Regions from separate parts of the Capsicum annuum genome. Here region 2 is linked to region 1. The links are chromatin contacts, called in public Hi-C maps. All regions are on one chromosome and are shown on one strand. Each heading gives the region's core, a stretch centred on a gene start, on an enhancer-like site or on the middle of the called end of the contact. The rest is flanking DNA. Distances are from core to core; before and after follow the strand shown. Region 1 holds the start of LOC107863022 (disease resistance protein RPP13). Region 2 holds the start of LOC107863023 (TATA-binding protein-associated factor BTAF1).

Evidence for each region. A called contact is a pair of places that touch in the nucleus more often than the background predicts.
Region 2: a contact with region 1 is called in a Hi-C map of leaf, with 2.3 times the contacts expected there. The contact joins the promoter of LOC107863023 here to the promoter of LOC107863022 in region 1. A contact is called at or near these places in 2 of 5 Hi-C or Micro-C datasets (leaf and placenta).

What each region holds. Positions count from the first base shown.
Region 1 is chr5:15,923,636-15,927,560 of UCD10Xv1.1, forward strand. It overlaps LOC107863022 (disease resistance protein RPP13), which reads left to right and starts at 1,486. Exons shown (of 2, transcript XM_016708774.2): 1 at 1,486-3,925. The coding sequence starts at 1,751.
Region 2 is chr5:16,126,684-16,130,719 of UCD10Xv1.1, forward strand. It overlaps LOC107863023 (TATA-binding protein-associated factor BTAF1), which reads left to right and starts at 1,599. Exons shown (of 5, transcript XR_007055647.1): 1 at 1,599-2,038; 2 at 3,676-4,036.

The DNA of each region.
Region 1 (3,925 bases), core at 236-2,735:
TTTTTTAAGGTGACGATAGGGATTTGAGAAAAAAAAAAGAAATTAAAGAGAAATGGGAGGATTTGAAGAAGAAGGAAGTGATACGGGCACGATCATGAAGATGGACGTTTTACATTTTTGAGTGTGTTGAATGCAACCTATGGAGTGTATGAGTTGAAGTGTGAAAAGGGCTCCAAAGCCGCCCCTATATTGCACTTCATGGGCGCCATTTTATTCATTTAACACTAAGGGGCACTTTTGTCATTTTGTCTATTATGTGTAATAGCCTATATAAAGAACATGTTAGGGTGTTAGCTCATTAGTTATTGAATGTTGATGTAAGAACACAAATAACACCTCTCTTGAGAGAGAGAGCCTCCCTAGGCCAAAACTAGGACATGAGCAAGTGTGGATTCTCTTGTGAATGTGTATTACTTGGAAACGTTGGTGCCTGAGCGGTGGAATCCCTCTTGTGTCTTCGTAAGGGTGTGGTGTTGCTATTGTAAGTTTTAGGAGTCCTTAGATTTAATATATCTTTGGGTTCCTGATCTTGTAATAGTGTATGTCACACTATCTATCTTTACATTTCATGCCTTAGTTTGTGTTGTCTAGTGAACCTGTTGGTTCTTGTTGTGTCTTGTAATCTAGTAACGCTTGATTATTGTTATCCTAGTGTTGTTATTGTCGTTATAATGTTGTTTATCTCTTGTTGTTGTGGCATTTTTTTGGTGTCATTTACACCTTGTTCTTGTTGTTGTTGGACCCGAGATTTTGGTGTTGTTGAGCTCTCGGGTTCCTTCTTGTTTATGGACTATTTTTGTGTAGTTTTTGGTACAATCCGTGGTTTGTATCGTATTAGGAAGGGGGTGAAAGTTTGTAGAAGAAGAAGGGAGGAGGCTGGGGTTCGAAGAAGAAGAAGGGGAGGCAGGGAGAGGGCCGGGGAAGATGGCAAGGGGTTGGTTATTTGAAGAAAATCAAATTGGTGGGTGTTTTGAAGAAGATGAAAGGGGGAAAGGGGGTGTTTTTAGTTATTATTTTTCTTTTATTATATATAACTGAATTATATATAATAATTAACAAATTATTAAAATATCCCATTAGCACTCCTTTTTTTTTAAAAAAATAATTGCTTTATTTTTTTTAATTTTTTGTGCCATGTCAGCCATTAAGGGTAATATAATTCACGTGAAAATTGTTTAGGGAGGTAATAATTGCCTATATGATTAAAGTGCTAAAGTAAATTATGACGACAAATTAAAGGGGATATTTATGCTTATTCTCTTTAAACTATTTCTAATCGTAAAAGTAACACCATATATTCAACCACAAATAATAAAAACAAGTGGACCACGTTGGTTGTTCTCACTTTTATGAGATCTACAACAATAAACATACCAGTGTAAAGAAGTTGATGGGAAGAAGTTTGATGTGTGTACTCAACCTTACCCCTATCTTGAAAAGATAAAAGTAGTTTTTGATAGGTCCTAGCTCAAGTAAAGCACATCAATGCTCAAGTATATGTAAAATAATTACAGTAGTGAAAAATTTATGTTGAAAACAATGGAGAAGAAAAGTAACAATAACAAACAACATGATATAGTAATAGTTAAATGATAGCTAAAAAGAAATAAAAAGAATAGTAGTTAAATGACAGCTAGAACCTTACTAACATTAACTCCCCCTCCTACTTGCTCTGCATCAAGCCTAGTGCAAGTATTGCTGTAACACCACACCCAAGAAGTCATAACAGAAAAAATTCAAACACCTGAAGATGGCTGATGCCTTTGTGTCATTTGCAGTTCAAAAGCTGGGTGATTTTCTCATACAGGAAGTTTACCTGCGTACAAGTCTCAGAGAGGACGTGCAGTGGCTGCGAAATGAGTTGCTATTCATGCAGTATTTCATCAAAGATGCAGAAGAAAAGCAAATTGAAGATCGAAGAGTTCAACAATGGGTGTTTGAGATCAACGCTGTTGCTAATGATGCTGTCGCTATAGTTGAGACCTACAACTTTGAGGCTGGTGAAGGTGATGGATTTGCTAGTCGTCTCAAGGCTTGTGCTTGTATCGGTTGGAAGGAGAACAAATTCTACAAAGCCAGCAAGGAGATCCAATCACTCAAGAGACGAATCATGGAAATCTCTCTCAAACGACACACTTATGGTATTGCAGATAGCAATAATGCAGGAGGAGGGCCAAGTAATCGGCCAACCGATCAGTCTGCCATGTTAAGAACACGGAGGAGAACTACCTCCTATATGGATGATCACATTTTTGTTGGCTTTCAGGATGTTGTAGAAACATTGCTAGCTGAACTTCTCAAAGCAGAGCCTCATCGAAGCGTCATCTCCATTTGTGGTATGGGTGGACTGGGCAAGACCACTCTTGCCAGAAACCTCTACATCAGTCCTAATATAGTCTCTAGCTTCCAAATACGCGCTTGGGTTTGTGTTTCTCAAGAGTACAACACCATGGATCTTCATAGGAAAATCATAGAATCTATCCAAGGACGCACTAAGGAAAATCCAGATTCGGTGGATAAGATTACTGAGTCAGATCTAGAAAGTCACCTTGTCGATCTATTAAAAGAACACAAATATCTTGTGGTGGTTGATGATGTATGGCAGATAGAAGCTTGGGAAAGTCTGAAAAGAGCATTCCCGGATAGTGAGAACGGCAGCCGAGTTATTATTACCACGCGCAACGAGGAAGTCGCTGTAAGAGCAGTCGACAGAGGTTTTGTCCATTTTCTTCGTTTTCTACGCCAAGAAGAAAGTTGGGATCTCTTTTGTAGGAAACTACTTGATGTTCGAGAAATGATCCCAGCAATGGAAAGCCTAGCTAAATATATGGTGGACAAGTGTCAAGGCTTACCTCTTGCAATTGTTGTATTAAGCGGGCTGCTTTCTCATAAAAGGAGGCTAGAAGAATGGAAAAGGGTGAAGGCACACCTTTGGCAGAGCTTTAAATACGACTCTAGTGAAATCTTCCTCATACTATCATTGAGCTACAATGATTTGCCAACTGTGCTCAAACAGTGTTTTCTTTACATTGGTATGTTTCCAGAAGATCAAGAGCTCGAGGCTGAAAACATAATGCAGTTGTGGATGGCTGAGGGTTTCATACCAAGAGGAGAAGAAGGAATCGAGGATGTAGCTGAAGGCTTCTTGAATGAGTTGATAAGTCGAAGTTTGGTTCAAGTGGCAGAAACATTTTGGGAGAAAGTTACTAGATGTAGGGTTCACGATCTAATTCGAGATCTTGCCATAAATAAGGCACTGGAGGCACACGTTTTTGACATTTATGATCCGACAAGACACTCCATATCCTCCTTTTGCCTCAGGCATGCCGTTCATCGTCAAGCACAAAGGTACCTCTCACTTGATCTTTGTAACTTGAAGTTACGGTCAGTTATGTTCTTTGATCCAGAATTTAGTGAGCTGGGTATTATAAACTTCCGTAATGTGTTCCAACATATATATGTGTTGTACTTGGAGGTTCAATCTGGCACTGAACTACCTGATTCCATAGGAAGTTTGTACCATCTCAAGTTCTTAAGATTGAGAGGCATCGATTATCTTCCCTCATCTATTGGCAATCTCAAGAATTTACAGACACTTTGTGTCCTAAATGAATTCGGACGCTTATGCCATCTACCCCCCAAAACAACTAACCTAATAAATTTAAGACGTTTAGTTGCTCCTTATTCAGAACCTCTGAAACATATAAGCAAACTCACGCATCTTCAAGTTCTTCAAGGCATCCATTGTGATCAGTGGAATGATGTTAACCCAGTTGATTTGATCAATCTACGAGAATTAACCATGAATCGTATTAAGAAATCTTACTCCCTAAATCACATTGGCAGCTTGAAAAGCCTTAGCATTCTCATGTTGTACTGTAAAAATGATGAATCATTCCCAGCCCTCGAATTTTTAAGTCGTTGT
Region 2 (4,036 bases), core at 349-2,848, 200 kb after region 1:
GATAACATGAAAAGAATTTTTTTTAAACGAATAAAGCTGAAACAAAAGCCAATTTTTATGAAGTGGCATCTCAATGCACAAAAAGTTGACATGGACAAAAAAAAATAAATTTAAAAACAACTAAAAAACTATACAAATACTAAAAAGAGAAATTGAATCTTTATTTTGAAAATTTAGTATATTTATTTAATTAGCAATATATTCTACTGATTATTTTTTTTCATATATATCAAAAGTCCTTCTATTTCATATATTTTAGGAATCTTAAATTATATCCATATATTTTTAGGAGTAAATAATAAATTGAGAAAAAAAAAAGGTGAAAAAATAATTTTATTTATTGCTCAGACTTTTAATGAAGGGTAAAAAATTCGAATCACTTTTTCACTTTTAATATATTATAGATTATAAATTGTAGATTATAGATAGATATATAAATATAGATTATAGATGTTAGGAAGGGAAATAATTTTTGATTTTTTATGCTTGATTGATTAAAATATTTTGAGAAATATTTTTTTCTTATTAATTTTCTTAGAACTCAGAAAAATGACTTCCATATAGTTCTGATCTTTCAATGAATAATTATTCTGAAAAAAAATTGAGTGTAAATAAAGTAATGATACTATTATTTATCATTCCCAAAATATGAGAACGTCGAGAATAACATTGAATAGATTGGTCTGTGTTCTAAATTAAAATAATACAAAAAATGCTCAATCTATAGTTTTTTTTTGTCAACTTGTAGCACTTTATGATCCTAACAAACTAAATTGCAGTATGTTATTACTTGTGAAGTTTTGATAATTGACAAACTAAATTGCAACATACTATTACTTGTGAAGTTTTGATGATTGACAAGAGGCCATTGAAATAAGTAAGCACAACTGATTCAATGAAAAAATTCTCAGAGTTCAATTTGCAAAAGTACTTCTTGAGAAAAAAAATCACATGTGTAAAAATAAAGAAATAGAAGTTTGTTACTTCAGATAAATGTAAGGACAAGTTATATATGCTGAGATTAGTTATGTTGGGATTAGATGTTCTGAGATTAGTTATCCTCATGTTGTTTTTTAGTGGTTGTTTGGTTTGTTCTAATAAAAATAATATGCATTGCATTATTTTTAAGAATATATTATTTGTTTATAAAAATACCCTTTACTTATTTAGTTTAATTATTTTTATGTGTATTTCTATGATTTTTTATGTGTTTAATTACGTGTCAATATCAGATTCATGCGTATTTATCTAAATATATTTTTCTTATAAGAAAAGATCAACATATATACATATATAAAGAGCTATCTTTTTTTTTTTTCACAATTGTTTTAGTTGCTACTGATATGTCTGCCACAACAGTGGGTGTTAAAGATGGAGACACTACTAAAAACTACCTTATGATAACAAATTTTTTTAGCAATGGTTAACAAAGCGTTGCAATAGATGGTCTATTGCAATGGTTTCAAGTATTATCAAAAATAATTATTCTATTAGATATAATTTAACATTATAATCATTGCTTTTGACCATTGCAATAGCTAAATGAAATAAGCTATAGCATTGCAATAGCTAAATAAAATAAGCTATAGCAAGCTCATTTTATTCCCTCCATTTTCACACACACACAAAAAAAATCATTAAGTCCGTCCAAAAAATAAAAAGAACATTTTAATAAAGCTTTTGGAGCGGCTTCTCTAGCTTAAACCTACTATACAGTACTCTCATTTTGTGGAGACGAACGTGGAGACAATCAATCGATTAGGGCCATGGAGACAATCAATCGATTAGCTTCTCTTCGCTACAATTGCTACAACGACAATTTCTACAATCAATCGCTACAGTCGCCGGTGGTGAGCTGTTTAGACGATCTGGTAGTGAGCTGCCGGTGGTGAGCTCTGTGGGATTTACTGGTGCCGCTTCAAAAATGATTTACTGGTGCCAGGGATATTCAGATTTTTCGCTCTGTGGGATTCAAAATCAATTTTTTGCTTGGTGAATGAGATTGTTGCTATTTGGATCAGAAGGAAATAATTGAACTGTAAGTTTAACTGGCATTTTCGTGATTTAATATGAATTTGATTAAATTGAGTGTTTTTTTTTTTTTTTGTGTTCATTTGTTTGGTATAAGTGTATAATCATGTGATGAATGTTGTTTTGAAATGGATTGAGTTGATAAGATTGATTCAGACCGGTGACTCTGCACGTATTGTTTTGTTTCTACGATTTGTTGCAATTTGGAATTTTTTATGAATTGATGAAATTGAGTGGTTTTTGTGCTTCATTCCGAGTGCTCAAATGTGCTTATAGTGAAGTAAGGATGAGTAAATGAGTGTAATCAGATGATAAATTTGTTTGAAGTGACGAGTTGATGCAATTCAGATCGGCTAGAATCAACTGTAAATTTAATGTGCATTTTTGTGATTTTTTTTCGTGGATAGATGAAATTGAGTTTTTCTTATGCTTAATTCTGAGTATTTAGGTGTGAAGTAAGGATTAACATGAGTGATTTTGTTCATTCGTTGTTGATTTAATTGATCAAATTTGTTGCGATTGGTTAGATTGCCGCTTGAATTTGCTCTCTGTATGTGTATGTGCTGTTTTTTATTAATTTATATGCATTCCTGTAGAAGTGTGTAATCACCCAATCTTAAAGATAAAAAGGAGATGAAATATGGATTGAGTTGATCATTGTCCATTATCAACTCTAAGTTCAACCGCGCATTTTCTAAGTTAGCATTTTCTTATGTTTATTTGTATGGAGTCCAGATGGAGTGTAATGTCCAGATGGAGTCTGTAATGTGCTAATCTACAAACATTAAAAATGCGTGTTTGTGCGTGTAAGGCGTTCTTTCATCAACAGGTTTTGTAAATACAAGAATCTAGTGTTGTTCAAATTCTATTCACTTGTTACCTCGCCCAGCGTAGCTTGTTGTACGTTATGCGGCTAGCTTTACATATTTTGTTTCAGACAACAAATGTGTTCTGTTTGTCTTGTTTTGCATCTGATATCAGTATAGTAGACATACTTTAGCAGGAGAAATATCAGCTCGCTGAATAGTATGAATTGACTTATACTGATCATTTGGTGAGTCAGATTCCAGATAGTCATTTTATTAGGAAAGCTGTGTGCATGTCCATCTATTTTTTTATTGCTAATGTTGACTTTTGTCTGTTGTAAAATTGAAAACTTTGGTGCAACTTTGAGTTGAACATTATAGCAATGTTAATAGTGAATTTATGTAACTTCTACCTTTCCAATTTGAGAGGGCATCCTTCAAATCTTACATTACTTTACCTTAAATACTTGAAGATACACTTTTAAAAAATACTTGAAGATACACTTAAATGCTATTGGTCACTTTGAAACTGTATTTTTATTTTTTTTTAACAGTCAATTCTATTTCACCAAAAATTGTTCATTACAAAGCCAGTGAATGCTGACCATTCACTTATCTAATAAGCTAACTCATGCAAGCCTATCTGCATGAGCTAAAAAAAAAATTTCATCAATTCGAATTGCTCCTAGGGGTAGTGCTGCAACTTTTGTAATGCATTCTGCCAGGTCTTGATCTTACTGCCCCTGATGTGTATGTGTTGAGCCTCTTCCTTGCATAGTCTGTCTGGGGAGGTGGTGCCTTGCTTGAATCTAATGATGTTTCTATCTCGCCATATCAGGTACACCATCATGCCAAAAACACAATTGACAATTCTAAGAAACAGCTTTCCGATCATAACATTACGCATCAACAGAGAATGGTATTGCAGCAAGCATAACTGATAAATTAAATGGTGCAGCAGGCTATAAAAACTAGATATGAGTATCATAATCTCATTGCAAAAGAGAGTACATTTTGAAGGGTATAAGGTAGCTAGAGAGGAGGAGGACTAGTTAATTGTTTTGGTTAGAAACAACCTTGAGGAGCTTCCTCTGCTTAGATTTAGCAATCTTTTTGAGCGTCTTTGGATTGGTGATCTTCTGAACCTTGGTCCCGGACTTGAGAATGTTTTTCTTCTTCTTCTTGTCTCTTTCCTCCTT